Linked DNA regions of Mus musculus: regions 1 and 3 are each linked to region 2. A link is a contact called in public HiChIP or PLAC-seq and promoter capture Hi-C data. All regions are on one chromosome and are shown on one strand. The core of a region is the stretch at or near the end of the contact, and the rest is flanking DNA. Distances in the headings are between cores, read along the strand shown.

Region 1 (4,663 bases), core at 180-2,679, 2.6 Mb after region 2:
CATCTAAGACCCTAAAGACTATTTTTTTTTCCTACTCATTAACACTAATGTGTCTTACTAGGTTTCCCTGGGTGTTTATTATAATAAAAATACTGCAGCTCCCTAAGGGTTCATGGCCACACTCAGAATCTGCAAGTAACAGGATAATACACCTCACATGAGTCAACTCAGAATCAGACCAGATGAAAAAGCATCGCCATTAATTTTCCTACGAACCCGGGATGAAGCAGTTCTTTCTCCTGTGTTTCCTATTAGTGTGGGATTTAGGAGTTTGGTTAGCTGAAGGAAATAGGAAAGTAATATGGCATATGAAGAAACACCCTGGAAAAACAAGGGCTTCAAAAGTCTCTTTTGAGTGGAATGGAGAGACAACCACAATCCCGACAACCAGGTGACCAATCACAGTCCTATCGTTCAGGTATCTGGGCTATTTTAAAACGTTATCTCATTCAGAACATGCGACCCAGGGCAGAAAATGAAGGTAAGCAAGCACACTCTCAGAGAAGATTGTCCCTAAATGGCGATGCAGACTGAGGCCACTCTGTTCACAGCCCATGTTAGCACTCACACAGGTGTCACCACATTCCTGGTTCCACGAGGAAAGGACCGTTCACAGGCGGATGTGTCTTTGACCCCTGGTGTCTGGCGCTGCGTTTCCTCATCAAGCCTGGCTATTTTGGAAACTCTCCTCCGCGGACCTAAACCTCAATCTCCCCGACTATTTCATCTTAGAAAGAAGAACGGAAGTTCCTCTCCTCCAGGAAATGTTGGAGAGATCTGGAAGGGTCAGGAGCGACCCGGAACGGAAAAGTCCTATCAAAAATCAACTAAATTTAAGTCTGTCAAATCTAGCCCGAGGCCGTTCGTGCTCCTTTCCCTGTCCAGGTGGCCCTTGCAAGCATCCAGGGGTAGCCGAGATGAACCGACACCGGTCGTGACATCTCCGCTTAGCCTGTGGCTCCGTCACCCTCCCCGAGAACACAGGTACGGGTTCCGGCTCCTTCTGGAGGCGGCGCCCCTTGCTCTTCCTAACTCTGAAGCTCAGGCCAGTGCGCGGCGAGGCCGTGCGGAGGGCCAGGAGCCAGGGTGGTGGGTCCCGGGCCACGTCGCCGGCAGCCGCGCCCAGGGTGCTCCGCGGACTCGGGCCTGGCCGCCCCGGCGTCCCCCCGGGCCTTACCCGCAAAACGTGGTAGCCCTCGGTGCCGCCGCCCGGGATCTCGACGCTCTGCGAGGAGCCCATGGCGGCGGGCGATCCGTACGACCCGGCCGGCTCAGCGCTGCTCCGCCTCGCGCACCGCCCGCTTGGCGACTCCGCGTAGCTCTTGGGACGTGGCACTTGCAGCAGCCCGAGCCGGGCCGCACAGCCCGCCGGGAGATCGTCGCCCGGCAGCCACGGCCGCTGCCACGCCGCAGACAGCGCCCCCTGACGGGAGCCGGAGGGAACGATCGGAAGAGCGCAGCGGGCGGAGGCAGGGAGCGCGAGAAAGCGGAAAGACAGCCCGGAACGCGACGGCTCGCTACGGGGCCCCGGAGCAGACAAGACTTATCTCGGCGCGTTTCTACCTTCGCAGAAGGGTATTTGGTCGCAGCGCCTCCTGGTGACCAGAGGCCAGAGAGGAAGGGAGCAGATGCCGAGCACGCCTGGCGCTTGCTTTGTTTTAGGTCTTGTTTAATAAGATTGTATACCTGAGGATAGTTCACAGTGCCTTTCTGGGGTTGGAATATCAGGTATTCTCAGCTCACGTTTATAAAGAGCAGTGTTCCCTGAAATAAAAGCGGTTACTGTTTTGTTGTTTTTCTTCTCGTCCTGATAGAACACTACGGAGCTACGCAGGAGCGAGGGGCAGGGGTTGGATTTCCTTGGAATTTTGCCTGTTGCCCCACTGCACCCCTCTCAGTGTTCCCTGCCCCGTCTCCTCCCCATGCTATAGTTTGACTTTCAGTAATGGTGTCCCATCCAGGTGTTGACTGTCTTTGGTGTTTTGCAGTGTGAGCTATTATTAAGGGTTCTGAAGTATTCTAGTCCCAAATGGTTTTTCATAGTTAACCCAACACGCCACCAGTTAGATAGTCTAGTTTAAAGGATAGGTAGAGGAGCAAATGAGTGGTGCTCTAAAGAGCCAGGGGAATACAGTACGGGGACCTTTCTTCCCGACAGCTGACCAGTTCGCCATATGGAATCAGAATCATATGAAATTAAGAAGACTGGACTGAAAGAGATACCCATAGACAAAACTAAGAAATACCAGGAAGAGCTTGCATTGGGATCTGGAGTGAAGCCCAGAGGTTTCATAGTCCCTAGCCTGTGGAGGTGGAGGAACCTTGAAGGGATGGACCTTGTAGAAGGAAGTTGGAGTCTGTCCTTAAAGTAGGGAGTAGAACCCTGCCGCTTACTTTCTCTCTTTGCCTCACAGCTGCCCCGAGATGAACAGCTTTGCCAAAATAATGGAGCCAACAGCTATGGACTGAAACTACAAGCCAAACAAATCTTTCTTTCTCCTTTAAGTCGTTTTTTTGTCATTGACAAAAAGCTAACAGAAGGCCAATCTGAAAAAATTCCTAGGGCTGAAGAGGAAGGAGGCTTACGGGTTAAAAGTGTTGGCTGCTCAGTCATGTCAATGGGAATTCAGATCCCAGCACCGACAATAGACTGTCTATAATGCTTATAGCTTCAGCTCGAAGGGATCTAGCACCCTCTTCCAGCCTCAGTGTAGACACACACACACACACACACACACACACACACACACACAGAGAGAGAGAGAGAGAGAGAGAGAGAGAGAGAGAGAGAGAGAGAGCTGGGATCTTGCTGTGTTCTCCTGACTAGTCTTAAATCCCTGATTCCCAGTGACTCTCCTGCCTCAGCCTTCTGAGTAGCTGAGATATGCCACTGTGCCTGGCTTGTAAATGGCATTTTTGGTGCAATTGGAGAAACTTGAATATGGTTGCTAGAATATTAGATTTAGGAGAAGACTATTTCTTTTAATGAAAAGGAAGATAATTACTGAGGTAGGGAGCTAGTTAGAAGACAGACTGAGCCTATAGGCATATAAAATGATTTTTTAAAAATAAAGTATACATTAGTGCATTCCTCCACATAGGACTGTCTGGGATGATAAGAGAAGGGGCTATACTATGGACTTCTGAGTGGTAACTATGTATTTATCTTGGGTTCTTATGTATTCTATACTGCTCAAGGACCTGCCTTTTTATAACAATTTTTGTTTAAAAATTGAAAATAAATTACCACGTCTCTCTTTGCTGCTAATAAGCCAATTATAGTATCTTTCAAAGACCCCACGAGTCCATAGTTAAATAAATGAAAGGTGTGGTCACATGACTTCTCAAGAGCAGGGAGTGCAGCAGAGTTGGTTGCATGTTGCTGGTATGTACTGGAGTGCCTGGCAGCTAATGCAAAGAATCAATATTTAATACAAGACAATAAATATAAGAACTAGATTTGTTGATAATCATCTTATCCTGCTGGGCAGTTAATAATCTCCTTCATGGTACTGATATGTTCAGATGCCAAAGTTTTAGCTTAGGGGTTGGGAGATGGCTCAGGGTGAAGTCATTCACTGGGCAAACACAAAGACTCAAGTTCAGATCTCCAGAATGCACATAAAAAGCCAACCCATTGCTGCAGGAGTCTGTAGCCCCAGAACTGGGGAGGTAGACACAGAAAGAGCTTGGGGACTTGCTGGCTACCAGCCTAGTGCCAGGTTCCTAGAGACCCTGTCTTAAGGAAATAAGTTAGAAAGTGAGACCAGAGTACACAGTGACACACACACACGAGAGAGAGAGAGAGAGAGAGAGAGAGACAGAAGACAGAGACACAGAGAAACACATATGTATGTATGTATGTATATATATGTATAAATGTATATATGGGTGTGTTTGTGTATAAATTTGGATATACACACATATATAAATGTGTCAAAAGAGTATATATAAATCTAAATAGTATATAAAATAGTATATATAAATCTAAATAGTATATGTAAAATAGTATATGTAAATTTAATCTGTCAGCTTAAAATAGTAACAAGAGAAGAATCACACCTGAGAGCTGAAAACTCGGTAGTCACTTGATCCTTGGGGCTGAATGCGTCAAGTAGCCCCACAGTGGCTGTTTCTCTCTTCGAGTTGACAACCAGTGGTTACTCAATCCACAAGTCAGGGTGCCTCAGTCGTTCCAATCTGCTGCCAGAAGCGCAGAAGATTCCTGGAGAGCTGCTGGTCCCTTGTCCATGATGACAGCTTGGAAACTCTAGCTCTGATATGACTGAGGGAATCAGCAGCAGCAGCAGCAGCAGCAGCAGCACAAATCAACTCCATGGTAAGAGGGACATCCAAGTGAGCAGAAACAGAGATGATCTCCTCTCTGACAAACACGTTTTAGCTTGACTTAACTCATGCATGACTTAATTCATACAATTCCTGCACTTCTCAAAAGTTCATACCCCAGAAATTCACACTAGCTCTCTTCTCGTTGTGTGCTCTTGGAACAGTTAGCTCCTTAGTTTCTGGTAACATCTCAGCCATCACCATAGGCTTGCCTTTCAGTTGGGCTAAGAATCCAGCTTTTGAGGGCTGAGGGATGTAGCTCAGTGGTAGAGCCTGGAGCAGGTCTGGTATGATAGCATCCATTCACTATTAGATC
Region 2 (4,752 bases), core at 730-3,229:
TTGTTTGTTTTTTGTTTTTTGTGGTTTTTCGAGACAGGGTTTCTCTGTATAGCCCTGGCTGTCCTGGAACTCACTTTGTAGACCTGGCTGTCCTTGAACTGAGAAATCCGAATGCCTCTGCCTCTCGAGTGCTGGGATTAAAGGTGTGCACCACCACGCCCGGCTTAATTGCCAAGTTTTAAATCATGTCATTCTGAAGAAAATTATACAATCTTGTGTTGTCTTATTCTATCCTGCCTTGCACGTAACTCATTTATCTTGTTGCCTAGCACCGCCACACTCCAAACACCCCTCACCTGTGACTCATGAAGGATCCACCTAGTTTTGCCCAGTGAAACAGAAGATGTCAGCTAGAGGCTTCTGAGACACACTGCCTGTTTTTCCTAGGGGTCCACTAGATGACATGTTTCCTCCTCTTCTACTCCTGACATTTTAGTAGTGTCTAGAGCTGCAGTTGGCTTTTGGTTGTTAGCTAGGGGATGAGAGCAGAGGAAGGCACAGCTACATAATAAAGCCATGATATGTGTGTGTGTGTGTGTGTGGGGGGGGATCAGAGTAATTGAAAATAGCGTTATTTTTTAATGTCTCAGACCTCTGTGCTGTTCATGTGCGTTAGCTCGATGGCGGTTACAAGCTGTGTACTGCTTATCCCTGGGGTCTATTTTACACATACAATGATGACAAGGATACTAGGCTGAGTGTGTAGTGCATTAGTAACTGTAGAAAGTAAGGACTTACGTGACTGCTTTGACAGTAACAATCTTTAACCAATAGCAAAACTAAAGACAAAGACCCTGTCTTTAAAATGTATCAAAAGAGCTCTAAGGCTTTCCTAAGATCACTCTCACGGGGTGACAGAAAAACCTTAATGCAATTTTATTACAAACAGTGGCTCAGCTGCTGCTTGTCAGTCACACCATTCAAAAAGTTTCTGACAGAAAGTGAAGAGTTCTAGATCTGTGAGATGGCTCAGTATGGAGAGGTGCTTGCTGCTAAGCCTTACGAATCTGAGTTTCATTCTCAGAACCTGCAAAGTACGAGAGAACTGACTCCAAGCTGTTCTTTGACCTCACCAGAACTGTTGTATACAAGAGCGAATCCACACAAGCACACATACAATAGGCAATAAACATAATTAAAAAAAAAAACTCAGATTTTTGCAGAGAGATCAGGGTTTGACATGTGTCTTCTGTCACTAGTTTAGTTGTGAAACTTTACCTGATACTTTTCTGATACTATTCTGTCATCTGCAAATTGGGGATTAGCAACCAATTCACACTCTTTTCTTTTATTTGCAACTGGTATGTTTGAAAAAAAATTATAATTTCTGGACATTCACTGTAACAAATACTTGAAAGTCATTGGAGAAAACCTAATAAACACCTTTTTGTCCCAGTGGAGCTCATAGTGTAGTTAGAAGGTGACTTTATACATATTATTTGATTTAATCCTACCAATAGCCTTATGAGATGGATCGCAGTAGTCTCATTTTAGAACCAGGAAGAAATCATGTTTCCTTCTCATAGTTCTTAACCTCGCAGAGGAAAGGGATGTATGTGCGGCGACGAGGAAGAAGATGGTGACTCTTTAAATGTTTTATGCACTTCTGTGGCTGTTAAGTGCGTCTTGGATCCGAAATTTTCCTTGGTCCATTTTTCCCTTGAAGAAAGTTTAATGGCTTCTCATCGTTAACCCATCTGAAAGAAGTTACTGGAAAGGGGAGAAGGGCGGCTCCGTGCAGGTAGCAAAGGCTGATCTGGGCACGATCAGTCAGGGACAAGATAGATCCCAGACGAAGCAGGAGCCCGGAACCGGAGCAGTGGAGCTGAAAGAAACCTGGAGGCTCGGTGGAAGCCCACGTGTAGAGAGACGCAGAAACCCGGTGCTGCTGAGCGCCCTCCTCCTCGTAGGCCCCGCCCATCCGGGCCCGGGCATCCGGGCCAATGGGCGTGACCCTGTGGGGGCGTGGCCTGCGCACAGGTGCCGCCCCGGCCCGCCCGTTCCGTCGCCTCTGCCGTCGTGCGTGCGGCTCGGCGGAGGGCCGGGCTTGCGCTCTCTCCGCCTTCTTCCCCACCTCCGGCTGCCGGCGACACCGGTCTTTGCAGTCCGGGACCCCGTGCGATCGTTAGCCCGGTGCACGGTGAGTCCCCGAAGGAGCCCGTGGGCTCCCGGGCCAGTGGTTCCGAGGCTGGCGCTAGGCCGGAGACCGGCCGCCGGGACGGGCTGAGGGCAGCGGACAGCTTGGGGCATGTGGATGAATGAGGCGCCCTCGGACTAGGCCGCGCGGCCACGAGATTGGCTCTCGCCGCAGTCTGGGGGAAAGTCTTGCCTCAGGGCGGGACGCCAATGCCGGGTCAGGAGGGGAAGGGTGGTGTGCGGAGGTCCTGCTTGGCTGGACTGCGGGGGCACCCCTTGTAGGTCACCCCTTGTAGGCTCCAGGACTGGACGGGCTCTCCCCATGCAGCTGTTCATTGGAGGCCCGGAACAGGTGTCAGGATCCCCAAAATGGGAGATCCTTGGCCTCCCGGTCTGGGATTACAGGTTGGAGTATCACTTCTGGAGCAGGCGGAGTGGGGAGAAGGAGGGAGGAGCAGCGTGGCTCTAGGAGGTCCAACCAGCCAGAAGGCAGGGACAGTTTTAGTTTCCAGGTTCTAAGACGCGCAAGGTTGCAGTTCCTCGTAGGTTCCTGTTGCAGTGTTAAAAGTGAGATCAATTTTGCACAGTGGACCTTGGAGCCAGGACAAGAAAAGACAGAAAGTTTGGACTTGTCAATCAAAAGGTATTTGAAATAGGGCTGTATATAGCCTACTGGTAGAGCGCTTGCTTTTAGCATACATGAAAGCTCTAGGTTGGATCTTGAAAAGGAACGACAAGGTGAGTGCCTTCAAAGTATCCAGTGTAGAGTGTGGGTTTCAAAAACTGTTTAATAAGGACTGACGGTAAGCTTACCTACAGTGTCAAAGGCAAAAAGGTCTGGCTTCGAAGGACCTCCAGGCCTAGTAGTGACCATCAGTGTGGTGAACGCTGAGTTGTGGAGAGAGGCGGGTTCCAAGCGGTGGAGGAATGATTGGCGAGAGGTGACATGGTTGCTGGTGTTTCTGTAATGGGCTTCCTTAGACTTGTGTCTCTTCTCCTTCCAAATGCTTTCCTTCAAATACTATGACAGGTTAAGAAGGCGGTTGTCGGCAGCCAGCACGGAGGATTGGAACTAAGTTTTAAGTTTATCTTTGATTCCCGCTGCTGCAGTGTTTCTGGGACTACTCAGAAGTGATACATGTACACATTTTAGAATCAGATCTGTTTACAGAGACCCTCCCCTCAAAAAAAGTATGGGTTTTGCTCATATTTTAGTTGTGGATTGGTACAGACAGTAGGTTTTCTTGTCTACTACCCAGTAATATATTCTGTATACAGACATGTGTTTTGTTTATAGGGGAGTCTTAAAAGTTCATTTTGATATTTTAGATGCCCCCGAAAAAGGGAGGAGATGGAATTAAACCGCCTCCAATTATTGGAAGATTTGGAACCTCACTGAAAATTGGTATCGTTGGATTGCCAAATGTTGGGTAAGTAAAAATTGGGACTTTTCTTATTTTGATTTTGTAAACTTTGTGTCCTGTTATAGAAATAGAAACTCACAAGATTTTATTGGAGAAAGAAGTAACTGCTTTGAATATACTGTTAGAAGGTAGGTAAAAGGCTCCTGTTTCTGCAGATTTAAAAGCCAAAACGGAATCCACAGAACAAGCTGGCAAGCCAGTCTAGCCACAGTGGTGAGCTCCGAGTTCAGCAGCAGACCCTGCTTTATATGTAAGGTGGTGTGCAGCTGAGGAAAACACTTCACCCCAGCATTGGGCTGCCATGAGCACACACGCATGCACCCGTGTCTGCACACATCTGAACAGGCACATGGATGCCACGCATGTGTGCACACAAAAGGTGTTTAAACTTGGGAATTCTGAAAACAAAGTACTGTATTTTATCATGTCTTTAAAGTTAACCATACCTACCATATAGTTGCACAGAAGACAATGATAGAAGATATTATGTGGGGTTAATCTTACAACTGTGTAACTTAAATGTTCAGTGTCGGTTCCTTCCTTCCTTTTTGTTTGTTTGTTTGTTTGTTTGTTTTTTGGTTTTTCAAGACAGGGTTTCTCTGTATAGCCCTGGCTGTCCTGGAACTCACTCACCAGGCTGGCCTTGAAGTCAGAAATCCACCTGCCTCTCCCTCCCAAGTGCTGGGATTAAAGGTGTGCGCCAACACGCCTGGTTCTTTTCATTTTTTAAAAACTATCTTAGCCAGGCATGGCACTTCACATCTTTATCCTAGCACTTTGGGGGCTAATGCAAGAGCAGTCCTGTGAGATTGAGGCTAGCTTGGGCTACAGAAAAACCTCTTCTCAGAACCAAGAATCAGTCAATCAATCAATCAATCAATCAATCAGTCAATCTCTCTCTCTCTTTCTCAGTGATTAAGGTAATAGACACAGCATGGGTTTATGACGCTCACTGGGGCATTTTGGGATGTACTTTTAGATGTGTACATCAGGGGTATATAAAACGCTGTGGTGGTCTGTGTGCCTGCTGGAGCTCCTGTTACAAAGTCCTCAGCGACTGCAGCACGGTGTGCTCAAGCTTCCCAGGTCTGGGATTCTTGAAGTATAAAACATGAGCAAGTGTGATTGTCCAAATTTCAGCCTCTTCTAGAGTGGGTTACAGTTTGAAGGGGTTTCCTTCTGTGCTAGAGTC
Region 3 (4,451 bases), core at 1,765-4,264, 2.0 Mb after region 2:
AAATTATCAAATTATCTGGACAATGAATTTATTCTGATAAACTAATTTATTACATGTATACACATATATGTGTGTTATCTTAATTCAGGTGTGTACTATAACGTACTATAATGCAGATGATCCTTACTTTGCATGAAAATATATTTCTAGAAGACTATATGAGTAAATTTAACTTCCATAGCTCAAATCTTAGAAATGCATCAAATTATATGAAATACATTCAGCCCACTAAAACATCACCCTGGACCAGTTTCCTCATCTTCGTACACCTGCCTTCAAAGTACAATTCACTGATAATGCTGCACAGGCAATAACAGCTTGGGAACTGCACTGGTACTGACGATATTATGGAATGCCCTGACTCATACTCAAGGGTTTTGCTTGTCTTAGTGAATCAAACATACTTCCTTTTTTTTCCTTTCCTCTTCTTTCCTCTTCTTTTCTTCTCTGATTTGGGCCAACCGTTGCTTCTTACGTTCCAACTCAGCTTTTAAATCACTTTTGTCCGACATGGTTGTGACCTTAAAAAGCATGCCAACATTAACAATAATCATTACATTGATTTAAAAGAACAAGCAACAGGCTTTTTTTAAAAAAGTACTTCAAGAGGTGTACCAAGAAGCTAAGAATTTCAATGGTACCCATAGAGAACACACAAGTTCTACTTTTAAAATAGCAAAAACCATATATGCATACTGTTAAAATGTAAGAAAAATTATACACAAATGTATGAAGAAATATTTCCTAGAACTTGAGCACAACAGCTAGTACATAGATGTTTTCATGTTCCTAAGCCCAAATTTAACAATGTGTCACTGTAGCCAGGTTGGCCTTGAAATCATAATGTAGCCCAGGATGTCCTCATGGCGATTCTCCTATCTCAGACTCTGGTGTGCCAGAGTTAGCCAGCACACCCAGATTCCATGTTTTCTGATGTCTCTGTATTTGAGTACTAGATAATAAAAGTCATAACTAATGCTTAAAACAAACGACACTGTTGGTTTTAAGTTCTAGACGAGTATGATAGTTCACACCTGTAATCTGGGCTCTCTAGGAGGGAGGCACAAAGATTCTGAGTTCCAGGCAGCCTGGGCCATACAGGGCAAGACAGGCTTTTAAAGAATGCTTATGTCTTCAGCTATGAAACCAAAACTATTACCAGAGATGTCTGTGTTTTGTTCCCAGAAACTTAATAAAACACTGAATAGCTAAACAGGAAGTTCCTAAAAATTCTTTTAAATTCTATAGATGTTCCATGACAATCAATCAAACAGTATATTTCCACCTAACACCTTCTTGTGGCATTCTTATGATTATCTATATGGGCCTGAAATGTTCCATGGTAGATAGTCATCTGGATGAGTTGGGGGCTGTGTTTTTATGGTTTTTGTTACCTTCACAGCATAGCAACCTTAACACTGAGCTCACAGCTGCTAAACGATCCATCTGCAAAGTAGATGGGATTACGAACACAAGCGTGTCCTCATACTGACTGTTATGCAGGAGGGAGGGAGGAACGAGGAGCTTTCTGAACTGGAAAGGTAACCTAGGGACTCAATGTAAGGTAGGAGCCAGGACCTTGTTACCTTCTCTACATTACTGGTTCAACCTTTGTCAGTGTCTCTCTCCATACAACTGCAGGATTAAATGCTTTTGATTAAGGAAACTGGGTTAATAACCTCTTGAAAAGTCTAGGAATCTCTTAGGATCACAATAAAGTTGGATTAAGGGCAAATTTGGTAAGGAGGAAAAATTCATCTATGAAAATGAAAAACATTCTTCTATGTAAATGAAAAAGGGAGAATTCTTGGTAGCGTACTTCAGAAAGACAGGACAGTGGGCAAAAACTAGTGAGCAAGTAACAGGAAATCCCTTTAATATACACTTTTTTTTCCATTTTTTATTAGGTATTTAGCTCATTTACATTTCCAATGCTATACCAAAAGTCCCCCATACCCACCCACCCCCACTCCCCTACCCACCCACTCCCCCTTTTTGGCCCTGGCGTTCCCCTGTACTGGGGCATACAATGTTTGCGTATCCAATGGGCCTCTCTTTCCAGTGATGGCCGACTAGGCCATCTTTTGATACATATGCAGCTAGAATATACACTCTTATATATACTCCCAACCAAGTCATTTGAACAAACTCGCAAAGCAAAGCTCGTGTTTCTTCACCCACTCTTTTCAGGTCTCTAAAAAGCTTCATACTGTAAGGGCTGTTGAAGAAAGTTTCCATACACATCACTCTGTATGATTTTTTTTTGTATTATGTATGATAAATAATACATATTATTTTCTGTTTAGGACCAATTGTCAACAATATACCAATACTGCCTGGAATCTAGTTTGAAGAAATACTTCTTCCTTCAACTCTAACTATTTTGTCCCGCTGAAGCACGGGCGATCAGTTAGCTCCCTCATTATCAGACAGGTCAGGGCCTCTGCTCCGTGACTGACAGGTTCATTTTCTTAAAACTCCGGAAAAAGGAAAGTGTCTAGAATGATGTTTACAATCACAGTGTTCAGAGACCTCCAACACACACGCTAGGTGCCTGGTCATTGCTACTGACCCAAGTAGTAGTGATCTTTATTAATAAAAACCAAGCAAAGCTTAAGGAATTACTTTCTCCCTAGGCTTAAGGCCAAGAGGGTGCGGTCCGGGCTGGGGTGTGTCCGAGGTCCACCAGACGGGTGCAGGACAAATCCCGAGGGTCCAGGCCGCCTGCGGAGGGTCCCGAAGGGTTGCCAAGGGCCCTGGTGGCCTCCCCAGGCCGCTTTGAGTCACCCGGGCCGGCGCTGTCAGAATATCGGCCGGGCGGCCCTACGAGCTCCAAAGCGGCCATCAGAGGCAAAAGGGACTTGAAGGAAGCGCGGCCGACCGACCTGTCAGGTGGCGGAGTGGAGATCGCTTTCTCTGGCCGGTAACTTCCCGGGAACGTCCCTCTCCAACTGTCGCCGCCGCAGATCCGCGGCGTCCCAAGCACACAAAGAGGGATGGGCGGCGGCCGCTACGGCGAGAGCCGAGGGACAAATGGCTGCGCCGAGACGCGGTCTCACACAGAATCAGAGTCTTTGCCGCCCAGCGCAGAGGGGCGGCCTCTCCGTGACTTACCTTTTGTAAAACAGAATCTCCCGGTTGAAACAGATACACCGGCCCGGGGCCCGAAGCGTTTCCGCTTTGGCAAAAGCTGGACAACCACACCTCACATCCTGGGGCGGAGCCCTCAATACCTCCAGAGAACTTCAAGTCCCGGCAACCAGGCGCCCTGCCTGGGCGAGCGAAGCTCTGTGGGAGTTGTGGTCCCACTAGAGGCAAGGAATGCTGGGATATGTAGTCAGTCTTAGCTTTCCTGTCCCCAGCACCAAGGCCATCTTTCTGCCCTTAAAATGCTAATGAGAACATTCCAGAGTTTGTATTGAAGGTGTTTTCTTCCGTGGAACAATGATTACAATGCAGCATGTGCTGCTTAAGGTCTGTGGCCCAACATTAACAAAATCTTAAGTCCTGTTTTTCCATAATGAACCTGAGAAAAGGGCATTTTAAGAAGTTTATTTATAGGCATGTGCTCGTAGATTGATTTGCAGGGGCCATGGATTATTGAGGATTCTTGTAGCATGTGACACAAGATCAAAAATAAACATATATTGGGGCTGGAGAGATGGCTCAACTGTTAAGAGCACTGGCTGCTCTTCCAGAGGTCCTGAGTTCAATTCCCAGCGACCACATTGGTGACTCACAACCATCTGTAATGAGATCTGATGCCCTCTTCTGGTGTGTCTGAAGATAGCTACAGTGTTCTTGTATAAATAAAATAAATAAATCTTTAAATAAAAATATATTAATTTAAGCAGGGCATGGTGGCGCACGCCTTTAATCCCAGCACTCCGGAGACAGTGGCAGAGGCAGGCGGATTTCTTAGTTCAAGGCCAGCCTGGTCTACAAAGTGAGTTCCAGGACAACCAGGGCTATACAGAGAAACCCTGTCTCTAAAAACAAAACAAAACAAAACAAAACAAAAAAATAATTAGCATAAAAATAATTTCTAGTATTTTATAACAGAATAGTTTCCTCCAAAAAGTGTGTTTGGTAAGAAAGCATTTTATACTATTGGATCTGGTTAGATTTTTAATATAAAGAAAATAATTGAAATAAGAATTTACCAGAAGTGCATGGGCTGATGCATGTGGCTTGAAGAATTTATTTGAATAATCTGAAGCATTATTTGCCAAGTATTAAAGCGTTATTTGCTAAATATTAAAGGTAATACCAAAGCATTACTTTCTTATCTTCTAGAAAACTGACAGGAAGAACATTGTTTAAGTTTAATATTGATCTCAAATTTGAAGCTTTAAAATTTCAAAGAGCGTTTAGTTATGCAGACTTTGTTTCCTTCTTTCCAAATAGTTTTTGTTTAGTCACTTGAAAATTGTTATGAGTAGCCATTCATC

What was found. Promoter capture Hi-C pulls out the DNA fragments that hold promoters and counts their contacts. HiChIP or PLAC-seq counts read pairs in DNA pulled down with a chosen protein or histone mark.
Region 1: a contact with region 2 is called in an H3K27ac HiChIP or PLAC-seq map of thymic regulatory T cells, with 14 times the contacts expected there. The contact joins the promoter of Gorasp2 here to the promoter of Ola1 in region 2. A contact is called at or near these places in 1 of 39 promoter capture datasets (hippocampal neurons), 1 of 484 Hi-C or Micro-C datasets (CD4 T cells), 1 of 115 datasets of contacts at active chromatin or transcription factors (thymic regulatory T cells) and 1 of 9 other capture datasets (liver).
Region 3: a promoter capture Hi-C map of liver shows a contact between it and region 2, with 4 times the contacts expected there. The contact joins the promoter of Dync1i2 here to the promoter of Ola1 in region 2. A contact is called at or near these places in 2 of 39 promoter capture datasets (liver and pre-B cells) and 1 of 115 datasets of contacts at active chromatin or transcription factors (microglia).

The regions. Positions count from the first base shown.
Region 1 is chr2:70,658,275-70,662,937 of GRCm38.p6, reverse strand. Gorasp2 (golgi reassembly stacking protein 2) reads right to left here and starts at 1,429. Exons shown (of 10, transcript NM_027352.4): 1 at 1,178-1,429. The coding sequence starts at 1,240.
Region 2 is chr2:73,211,674-73,216,425 of GRCm38.p6, reverse strand. Ola1 (Obg-like ATPase 1) reads left to right here and starts at 1,979. Exons shown (of 11, transcript NM_025942.2): 1 at 1,979-2,140; 2 at 3,466-3,566. The coding sequence starts at 3,466.
Region 3 is chr2:71,210,509-71,214,959 of GRCm38.p6, reverse strand. Dync1i2 (dynein cytoplasmic 1 intermediate chain 2) reads right to left here and starts at 3,014. Exons shown (of 16, transcript NM_010064.4): 1 at 2,886-3,014; 2 at 405-521. The coding sequence starts at 512.